Regions from separate parts of the Sus scrofa genome. Here region 1 is linked to region 2. A link is a contact called in public HiChIP or PLAC-seq data. All regions are on one chromosome and are shown on one strand. The core of a region is the stretch at or near the end of the contact, and the rest is flanking DNA. Distances in the headings are between cores, read along the strand shown.

The links. HiChIP or PLAC-seq counts read pairs in DNA pulled down with a chosen protein or histone mark.
Region 1: an H3K27ac HiChIP or PLAC-seq map of alveolar macrophages shows a contact between it and region 2. The contact joins two enhancer-like sites. A contact is called at or near these places in 9 of 47 Hi-C or Micro-C datasets (alveolar macrophages, embryonic fibroblasts, fetal skeletal muscle and 6 more) and 1 of 2 datasets of contacts at active chromatin or transcription factors (alveolar macrophages).

The regions. Positions count from the first base shown.
Region 1 is chr2:143,218,333-143,222,747 of Sscrofa11.1, reverse strand. All of the region lies in intron 17 of DIAPH1 (diaphanous related formin 1), which reads left to right. Among named protein-coding and RNA genes, the nearest start is that of DIAPH1, 50 kb to the left of the region's middle. Within about 2 kb of position 3,032, at least 20 of the 83 cell types and tissues checked have an H3K27ac peak or open chromatin away from gene starts, as enhancers often do. A contact at or near this core is called in alveolar macrophages, omental adipose tissue, retroperitoneal adipose tissue and 1 more, where this site is marked.
Region 2 is chr2:143,122,354-143,126,895 of Sscrofa11.1, reverse strand. All of the region lies in intron 2 of LOC100736974 (protocadherin gamma-B7), which reads right to left. Among named protein-coding and RNA genes, the nearest start is that of DIAPH1, 150 kb to the left of the region's middle. Within about 2 kb of position 2,770, at least 70 of the 83 cell types and tissues checked have an H3K27ac peak or open chromatin away from gene starts, as enhancers often do. A contact at or near this core is called in alveolar macrophages, omental adipose tissue, retroperitoneal adipose tissue and 1 more, where this site is marked.

The DNA.
Region 1 (4,415 bases), core at 1,783-4,282, 96 kb before region 2:
CCAGTGAGAGGCCTAGCTGCTTGCTAAGTGTCTCTGGCAGCCCTTCCCTGCGCGCCTGTCCCCGGAGTGGGAGATCCCAGTGCTCAGGCCCAGCTTCCAGGGCAGAGTCCCCTTGTCCTCCAAGAGGAGGTCGCCTTCTGAACTCAGGTCCAGCCCAGGGAATGACATCCGCCCTCCTGGTTAAAAACACGCTGGTAGCAACCACTGATTCTACTCTAGAATGTCAACGAAGACGAGGTGACGATGAAAATCGGAATCGAATTTGCTAATTTTTAGGAGTCTGTTCCCATGTTGGCCTTGGGTGTAGGTCTCCTTGTGGCTGCCCTCCGAGTGTCACCACATGTGGACACTGACAGGTCCCTTCCCCACCCCCGTCACCGGTACCATCCTTCTTTTACTTCTGTTGGCGACAGTGGGGTTTTCTGCAGTTCAGTGGTTTTCCTCGACATTATATTCCTACTGGGAATATTGTGTTTGTAGTATTTTTAAAACACCTAGACAAGCCTTTCTCTTTTGTTATTTCCAGCAGTGTAAGCAAACTTTTTAATATGCCTTCAGCCTTCAACCTCTGCCCTGGACTACTTCCTATTCATTAAAATTCTCACTTCCTAATAGCTTCAGCTTTTTCTTTTTCCCCCTTAAATTATTCATAGAAATCTCTGCATCTTAATCTGAAGAGAGTAAGTCCGAATTTGTCGGTTTGGTTTAGCTTCGTGTCTGAATTGATTTTCACGTAGTAACGACCAGCGGTAGTTGACTGCTCCTTTGCTCAAGGACATGTCTGGCTCGTCTTGAAATATCTTCAGTTAGGACTTTCAGGTGTTAATTTGCATGCTCTGTCTTAACTTCCCATCTTTTTATTAGGATGAACTAGAGAAGGTGTTCTTGAAAATTATTAAATCATGAGCAATTTCCCAAACATCTTAAATCTTAATCATTTTAAGAAATTCCTGGGAGAGACGTTCCCATTGTGGCTTAGCAGTAACAAACCTATTAGTATCCACGAGGACGCAGGTTCGATCCCTGGCCTTGCTCAGTGCGTTAAGGATCTGGCATTGCGGTGAGTTGTGGTGTAGGTCACAGACCCAGCTCGGATCCCAAGTTGCTGTGGCTGTGGTGCAGGCTGACGGCTATAGCTCCCATTCGACCCCTAGCCCAGGAACTTCCATATGCCCCAGGAGCGGCTTTGAAAAAGACTGGGAAAAAAAAATAGAAATAAGTGTCTGGGAGAGATTTTTTTCTTGTCAAATCAGTACCCGTAGTTTATCCACCTCTAACATCTATCTGCTGTTCTCAGGTGTAATAAAACTTTCCTGCTTATCATGCTACTTTTGTATGTTTTCAGGCATTTTCCCTCATTATTTCTTCTTCGGATTTTTTGTTTTGCTTTAATGGCCACAACTAAGGCATACGGAAGTTCCCAGGCCAGGGATCGAACCTTCATCCTCGTGGATACTAGTTGGGTTCTTAACCCACTGAGCCGTGGTGGGAACTCCAATACCCGATCACGCTTCTGGGCCAGTGAGCAAACCTACGTCTCCACAGCGATTCTCTTCAGTGACCGGAGCTGCCGCAGTCAGATTCTTAACCCACTGCACCCCAGTGGGAATGCCTCCTCTCTGGATTTTTAATGTTTTAGTGACTTCAGTGTTGTTGGGTGTATTTTTTTCTTCTACATTTTCTTGCTTTCTTTTCCTTTGAGTTGCTCCATAGATCTCTGGTGATGCAAGCAGTATTTGAATGTCGGGGCTTGTTCTCAGGTGTGCCGCTTGGGGACAGAAGAGTTGCTTTGATGTCATGTACCTGGGCATCTAGTAGCAGATGGAAGTGCTGCATGTGGACCCAGCGCCGCAACCCCCACCGTGATCGGGGCACCGGCTGCCCTGCTGGTCCTGACGCTCTTGGAGCCTCCCTCCCTTGGGGCTCTGGTGGGAAACAATACACACTCTGCCCAAGTGGCCCCTTTTTTCACCATGGCCCCCCAAAAGCACTTTAGGAAAAAAGACTTTAGGCTTCTTAAGAGTTTAGGTTTTTATCAGGCGAGGAATTTCAAGCTTAGAAACGTGAGAGGCGAGGGCCCAGAGGAGCCGGAGCTCGTCGGTGCAGAGGCGGGGTGTGCTTGGCTTCTGGTGCCTTGATCCGTGTGGTACAGCATCGCCGAACGTCTTCATCCTTCATCCTTTCTCAGCTAGGCAGCCATTCTCACTTACCAAACCTCTCCTTCACAGTCTCTCGTAGTCGCTGTCTATTTAGGGTGGCACCCACGGCATATGGAGGTTCCCAGGCTAGGGGCTGAATCGGAGCTGTGGCCGCCGGCCTACACCACAGCCACAGCAATGTGGGGTACAAGCCACGTCTTCGACCTACACTACAGCTCACAGCTGATCCTTAACCCATCGAGCAAGGCCAGGGATTGAACCCGCGTCCTCGTGCATACTGAGCTGCGACAGGAACGTCTCATTCATAACCTCAATACTGATGGTATAATTAAATGATAGATAAATACTCGTTGCCACTCTGTGAGTATTGCATCTTGCAGATGAAGAAGTGGAGACGTGGGTTGAATAACTTTTTCCAGGCTCTGCAGTAAGTGCCAGAGGTGAGATTCAGGCTCCAGACTGTGTGACTGTGTCCTGCTCTAGCCTCCCACTTCCCAGAAGTGCGTGTCCTTCCCCCAAGAGCTTCTGAGCGCTTAGAGCCAGACAAAAGCTGGAAGAAGGCAATATGCTGGCTTCTGCCAGCCACTTCATTTATTCAGGCACAGGCGTTCTTGAGTTTCCGGTGACTCTTAGGAGTACATAACGGGAAGAGCACTAGATTAGGGAAAGTAAGGTATCAGATATTTAGGGCTGAAAAGGAGGAGCCATGTTCCAATTACAGCATAATCACCCCTAGCGAAGCTAGTACAGCTGGAGACATACAGCGTCCGTGTCAAGTAGAGTAGCAGAGTCTTGCTCAGACGATTCCAGTGCAGCCTTGATGAGGAAGTGATTTAGACACGAGGTTTTCGTAATATTGCGTTACTTCCTCTCTCTCTTGCCAAACCCAGCTCTCTTCTCTGCCCTTTGTCAGGCGGAGCCGTATCTCTTGTATTTCAGTGAGGCCTGACGCCTCCCACATGCTGACTGGCTCCTCCAGAAGTGGGCGATCAAGAAAACGTCTTCCCTACCCGGACAGCGGCCTCTGGTACTCAGAGCCCTCCCGCACCTCCCGCCTCGTTAGGGCTCGGGAGGCTGTGTGCTTTTTACTAAGGAGAGAGCTGGGAGAGGAGCTGTGGTCCTCCAGTTCGCACTACCAGCTCTTTACACATCTTCCTCTCGTAAGGATTATTCTCTCCTTTCTGAAGCCTTGGCTCTTCTCAGCCGAGTTACTCCTTGTCAGAGGGTGTTTTGAGTTCAGATTTGATGGGCTGTCCTGTCAAACTTCAGTCCTTTTTCTCTCTCTCATTCCTCAGGGTGATCAGCAGGAAGCCTTCTTGTCACGGTCTCTTAGTTGAGTCTGCTTCTTGAGTTCCGTCAGGAAACTGTTTAGTAGTTAATTCTTTTTTTTTTTTTTTAAATCTTCTCCTGGGGGCATTTTCATCACTGTGGTGGCCTCAGGTCGTTATTGGCACGTGCAAGATAACTGGTTTTTCATTCTGCTTTCCTCCCAACTCTTACTCTCTTTTGATGATGTCATGATCCCATTCAAAGGATCACCCCTTAGGAGTTCTCTCATGGCACAGTGGGTTAGGGATCCAGCGTTGTCACTGCAGCAGCTTGGGTCATTGCTGTGGTGCAGGTTCCATCTCTGGCCCAGGAACTTCCAAATGCCATGGGCGTGGCTCAAAAAAAATAATTTTAGAAAAGTATCACCTCTGAAAACAGCGTGGTAAGTGATAACTGATGTCCTAGATACAGTGATGTGTTTCTTTTGAGGTTTATTCTTTTCTTCCAAAAAATGACTGGACTCCTAAGATCCTCAGGCTGATCTTCCTTATTAGCAGCCGTGCAGTGGACAGCACGTCGCATGTTAGCTCCTCGCTCTGCTAAAGTAGTAGGTGCGCTGCAGCAGCTGTGAGCATCAGAGCGGTTTGACGGGGGTTAATTTTGAAAGAACTCTGGCTGAAAAGTAAGATCTTGAGCAAAAGCTGGGAATGTCATAAACAACGACAGTGACCTCGTTAAGATTTGACTGTGCGGGCCCAGATCCCAAGGCGTGTGCTGTTGTCCTGCAAGTCAGAGCTGTTGGCGACGAGGCGTGGGTTTACCTGTCTACTCTTCTCCCAGAACCTGCTTGTTTTTTGGGGTTTTTTCCTTCCCTTTTTGGCCGCCCCACAGCATATGGAGTTCTGCAGTTGCAACAAGGCCGCCGCTGCCACAGCACTGGCCGGGGGCTTGACCCTGTGACCCAGAGCTCCAGAGACACGGCCGACC
Region 2 (4,542 bases), core at 1,521-4,020:
CATCATAAAAGAAAATCTTCATCACTGAAAATGCAAAAACGGCCCCACACCTTCCTGAAAGTGATGCAAGACTCAAAAAGCATTAATATCATTCCAGGATGACCTGCTAACCCTTACCTGTCCAGGAGGGGAGCTCTCTGCCCCCAACACTTGCCTATAGAATACCGGATCGCAGCTCCGCAGCGTGTTCTGGCGGCTGGCCAGTGGGCTGGCGGCGCCAGGTTTCTTCAGCAGCGGGTCGCTGCGGCGGGAGTCGGTGGTGAGGTACACCTGATGGTAGAGGTGCGGGGGCACCAGGCCTCCCCGCACGGCGTCCGCGTGCAGAGAGGGCCCTGGTGTTCGGTACAGGGAGCTCACCGGGGCTCGGTACAGGTCCCTGGACTGCTTCCACTTGTAAACTTTGAATATGATTATTCCCAATACGGTGACTGCGAACCCCACAGAGACCAAAATTAGAGCAACAAGTAGGTAAAAGGTGAGATTTTTATTCTGCTCCCTGGGTGCTGAGCCGGAGGGGAACTCAGCCCGGGCTTCGGGAGATTCCTCGGTTACCGACACAGTCAGGGTCGCGGTGGTGGACAGCGATGGCTCCCCGTTGTCCTTGATCAAGACTGTGAGGGTCTGCCTGGGCGAATCTGTATCCTGGACTGGGCGGGCGGTGCTCACTTGACCTGTGTGAAGTCCTACAGCAAAAAGGCTCTGGTTGGGGGCACCCAAGAGGCTGTAGGAGAGCCAGGCGTTGTGTCCTGCATCCGGGTCCCAGCCTACCACCCGCGTGACCACATGACCGGCAGCCGTACCTCGAGGCAGCATCTCCACTGAGCTCTGGCCAGGCCGGGGGTATAGGACCTGGGGGGCGTTGTCGTTGCGATCAGTGACAAATATGTTCACGCTGATGTTGGTGGCCAGGACTGGAGTGCCCCCATCGCTGATATGAGCTGTTAATTCGAACTCCCGCCGATCCTCATAGTCCAGGGGCACTAAGGATGACACTACGCCACTGTCACGATTTATCGTGAAATAGCGACCCACTAGCCCACTTTCAGCTCCTTGCTCCAAGAGAGAGAAGGAAAGGCGAGCATTCTGCGGGGCGTCGGGGTCCCAGACGCTTAGGTTCAGAATCGGAGCACCAGGGAGGTTATTCTCCTCCACGTAAACATCATAGGAAGATTGTGGGCACTGGGGAGGGTTGTCGTTGATGTCCGACACTTGCACGCGCACGGTCGTGAGGGCTGAGAGGGAAGGGGCTCCCGCGTCTCGAGCCGTAATGCTGAGATTGTATTCTGGCACAGTCTCCCGATCCAGGGCTGCGCTGGTTTTCAAAGTAAAGTAATTCTTGAGGGAAGATGTGAGGCTAAAAGGGAGACCTGGTGGAACCTCACAAGTCACCAGCCCGTTCTCGCCAGCATCCAGATCGGTCACGCTGAGCAAAGCAATGACAGTTCCTAGAGGGGCATCCTCAGGGACCGGGCTGTACACAGAGGTGACTGTGATCTCCGGGGCATTGTCATTTACATCCACCACCTCTACCAAAACTTTACAGTGTGCTCCCTCGGGATTGGCGCCCTTGTCTTTGGCCTGTATGTAAATCTCATGGAGTTTCACGTCTTCGAAGTCCAGTCGACCCTTGATTGTCAGCATCCCGGTTACAAGGTCTAAGGAGAATAGTTCCCGCACGCCAGCGCGGTTGTGGCTGCCGAAGGAGTAAATGATTTCGCCGTTGGGGCCTTCATCCAGATCCGTGGCACGGACCTGCACCACGCGAGTGCCAGGAGGTGCATCCTCGGGGACGCGCGCCCTGTACAAGGACTGATTGAAGGTGGGGGCATTGTCATTCGCATCCAGCACGATGATTCGAATAGGAAGGCTGGCGGAGCGAGCCGGAGTTCCTCCGTCCAACGCTGTCAGCACCAGCTGGACATCTGGTTCTCGCTCCCGGTCCAGGGCGCGCTCCAGCACCAGCTCCGCGTACTTGGTGCTGTCTTCCCGCGTCTGCACGCGAAGCGCAAAGTACTCATTGCGGCTCAGCTCGTAGGTTTGTAAAGAGTTGCTTCCCACGTCCGGATCGTGCGCGCTCTCGAGCGGAAAGCGCGTGCCCGGCGCCACAGCCTCGCTAATCTCCAATTTCATTTCCCGGGTAGGAAAAGAGGGGTTGTTGTCGTTGATATCCTGGATCACCACTTCCGCGCTGAACAGCTCTAGCGGGCTCTCCACTACCAACTCCAGAGTTACGGTGCAGGAAGGCAGCGTCCCGCAGAGCTCCTCTCGATCCAGGCGGTCGTTCACGAACATCTGTCCGGTCTCCCGGTTCACCTCAAAGAATCTCCGACTAGCTCCGGACACCACCCGGAGCCTGCGGGCTGACAGGCTGCCCAGATCCAAGCCAAGGTCCGCCACCACGTTGCCCACCGCGAAACCCTTCTCTCTCTCCTCCAGGATCTCATAGCGAATGAGGGCGGCGGAAGCCTTGTGCAAAGCGCCAAGGAGAAGCAAAACTCCCACCACTCTCCCGGTGCTCACCAGTCCGCCCCTGCAGGCCTCCGGGACCATCTCACTCGAGGGCAGTTCCTCTCAGCGGGGTCCAGGTCGTCCCCGCTTTTCCGCCGAGAAACTTTCAATGGGTTAGCGCTCCGGCGCTGGGCTCCGAGTCGGACATGGCTCTCCCGCTGCCGCTGATTTGCTCGCCGGCTGTTCAGTCTCTGCCTCATCCCGCGGCGCCGAGAGGGGACGGGCCGGGGCCAGGGCTCCGGCGTCTTCATTGGCCGACAGCGGCACGCAGAGTCCCAGCCAATAACTGCACGAGGAATGCGCTAGCGCCCGGCTCTCCTGAGCGGGACAGGCGCTAGCGCCAGGAACTTCTTGCCTTGGGCTCCCTTCCAGACGTTACAGCCAGAGCTCCTTGGCCGCATCTGCACATCGGAAGCCCACCTTGGCTGGAAAGCTAACTGCAAGGTCATGAAGCTGGCCCTGGTGCGAGTCTTGAGGCTGAACGCAGGCCTATTAAACACTTCCGCCCCTAGCCTGAATCCCATGAAAGAGGGTTCAAACCAAACTGAAAACAACACAGTACTATCTGCATTGTTGGAGGACTGAGCACAACTTACCTCCTTAAGGAGGCGCGTGTAGGGAGGCATTCAGCCTTTCTGTCGGAGGTGTTAATATTTGCAGTTTTATCTCTTACCAAATGAGACTGTAGAATTCCAGGTCACTTCCTCAGCAGAGACAGTCTACAACAACTGCCATCTGTTTGGTTTAACTCTATGAAATTTAAAAATACAGTTCAGGTTTCTTTTTCAGTTGGACGTTGTCGCTTAGCTCTTATTTCTGAAGAACCAGGGAACAATGCGAGATTTTCCTGTCCTGTCTTCCCCAAGAAGCCTAACTTCAATCAGAGAGCGCAGTCTCTAACATCTCCCTTTATTTGATCTGTTTCTCAAGATGTTGTGCCATACGCCACAAAGAGAAGTTGCATTTCTTTTTATTTTTTTTTTACTTTATTTTTTAGGGCCGCACCCGTGGCATATGGAAGTTCCCAGGCTAGGGGTCGAATCTGAGCTACATCACAGTTCACAGCAACCCTGGATCCTTAACCCACTGAGCAAGGCCAGGGATCAAACCCGTATCCTCATGGATATCAGTTTGATTCATTACCACGGAGCCACAACGGAAACTCCCAGAAATCTCATTTCTAATAAGGATAATACCCCCTCATCAACGAGCCCCTCCCCTCCAAAAAAAAAAAAAAGACCAGCTTTATTTACTACCTGGGACCTTTCTGAAATGATTAAGATATCAGAAATATGAAGCCATGATAAAGAGCCTCAAGTTTTCTCATTTAGGATTGTAGTAATGACTAGGATAATGAGGAAGAGTCAGATGTGAAAAAAGGTAGAACTGAGCTGTACATCCTCCAACAAGAAACTACCCTCTAAGAGTTCCTGGAGTCCTATCTTTTTAAATGAGTAAGGCTGATAAAATCCTGGCACAGGGTAAGCTTTAATAATGACGCATATCACCCCATTAGATACTAGAAGAATCCCCTACTATTTCCGTACACTTATCTTGGACATCGTTTTGATTGCATATAGTCCTTTCTGAAGTTTAACTGAACCCTGATGTATGGAGGTAGGCAGATGGGTTAGACAGGCATATAGGAAGCTAAATATAAGATACTTATTGAAGAGATGAAAAGCCGTATTTGACATATCTTTCTAGCATCCCTTTCTACTCATCTCTTAAAACCTCCACTTTTAAATACTCAAATACAACAATTGTCCAGACCACCAAGAAGGCTGATAGATATTAGAAGATTAGAATATAGAATTTAGAACATATATGGCTGAACCACTTGCTACTCAAAGAGCCAAGGACCAATGGCATGGGCTTTGCAGAAATGCCCCCACTCCAGACCTACTGAATCAGAACTTGCATTAACAAAATGCCAGGGTGATTTGAATGTACATTAATGTTTGAGAAGCACTGATCTAGGGGGTTTTTCAGATACACCCATTTATTAATCATTTTTTCCCTCATTCACCATCA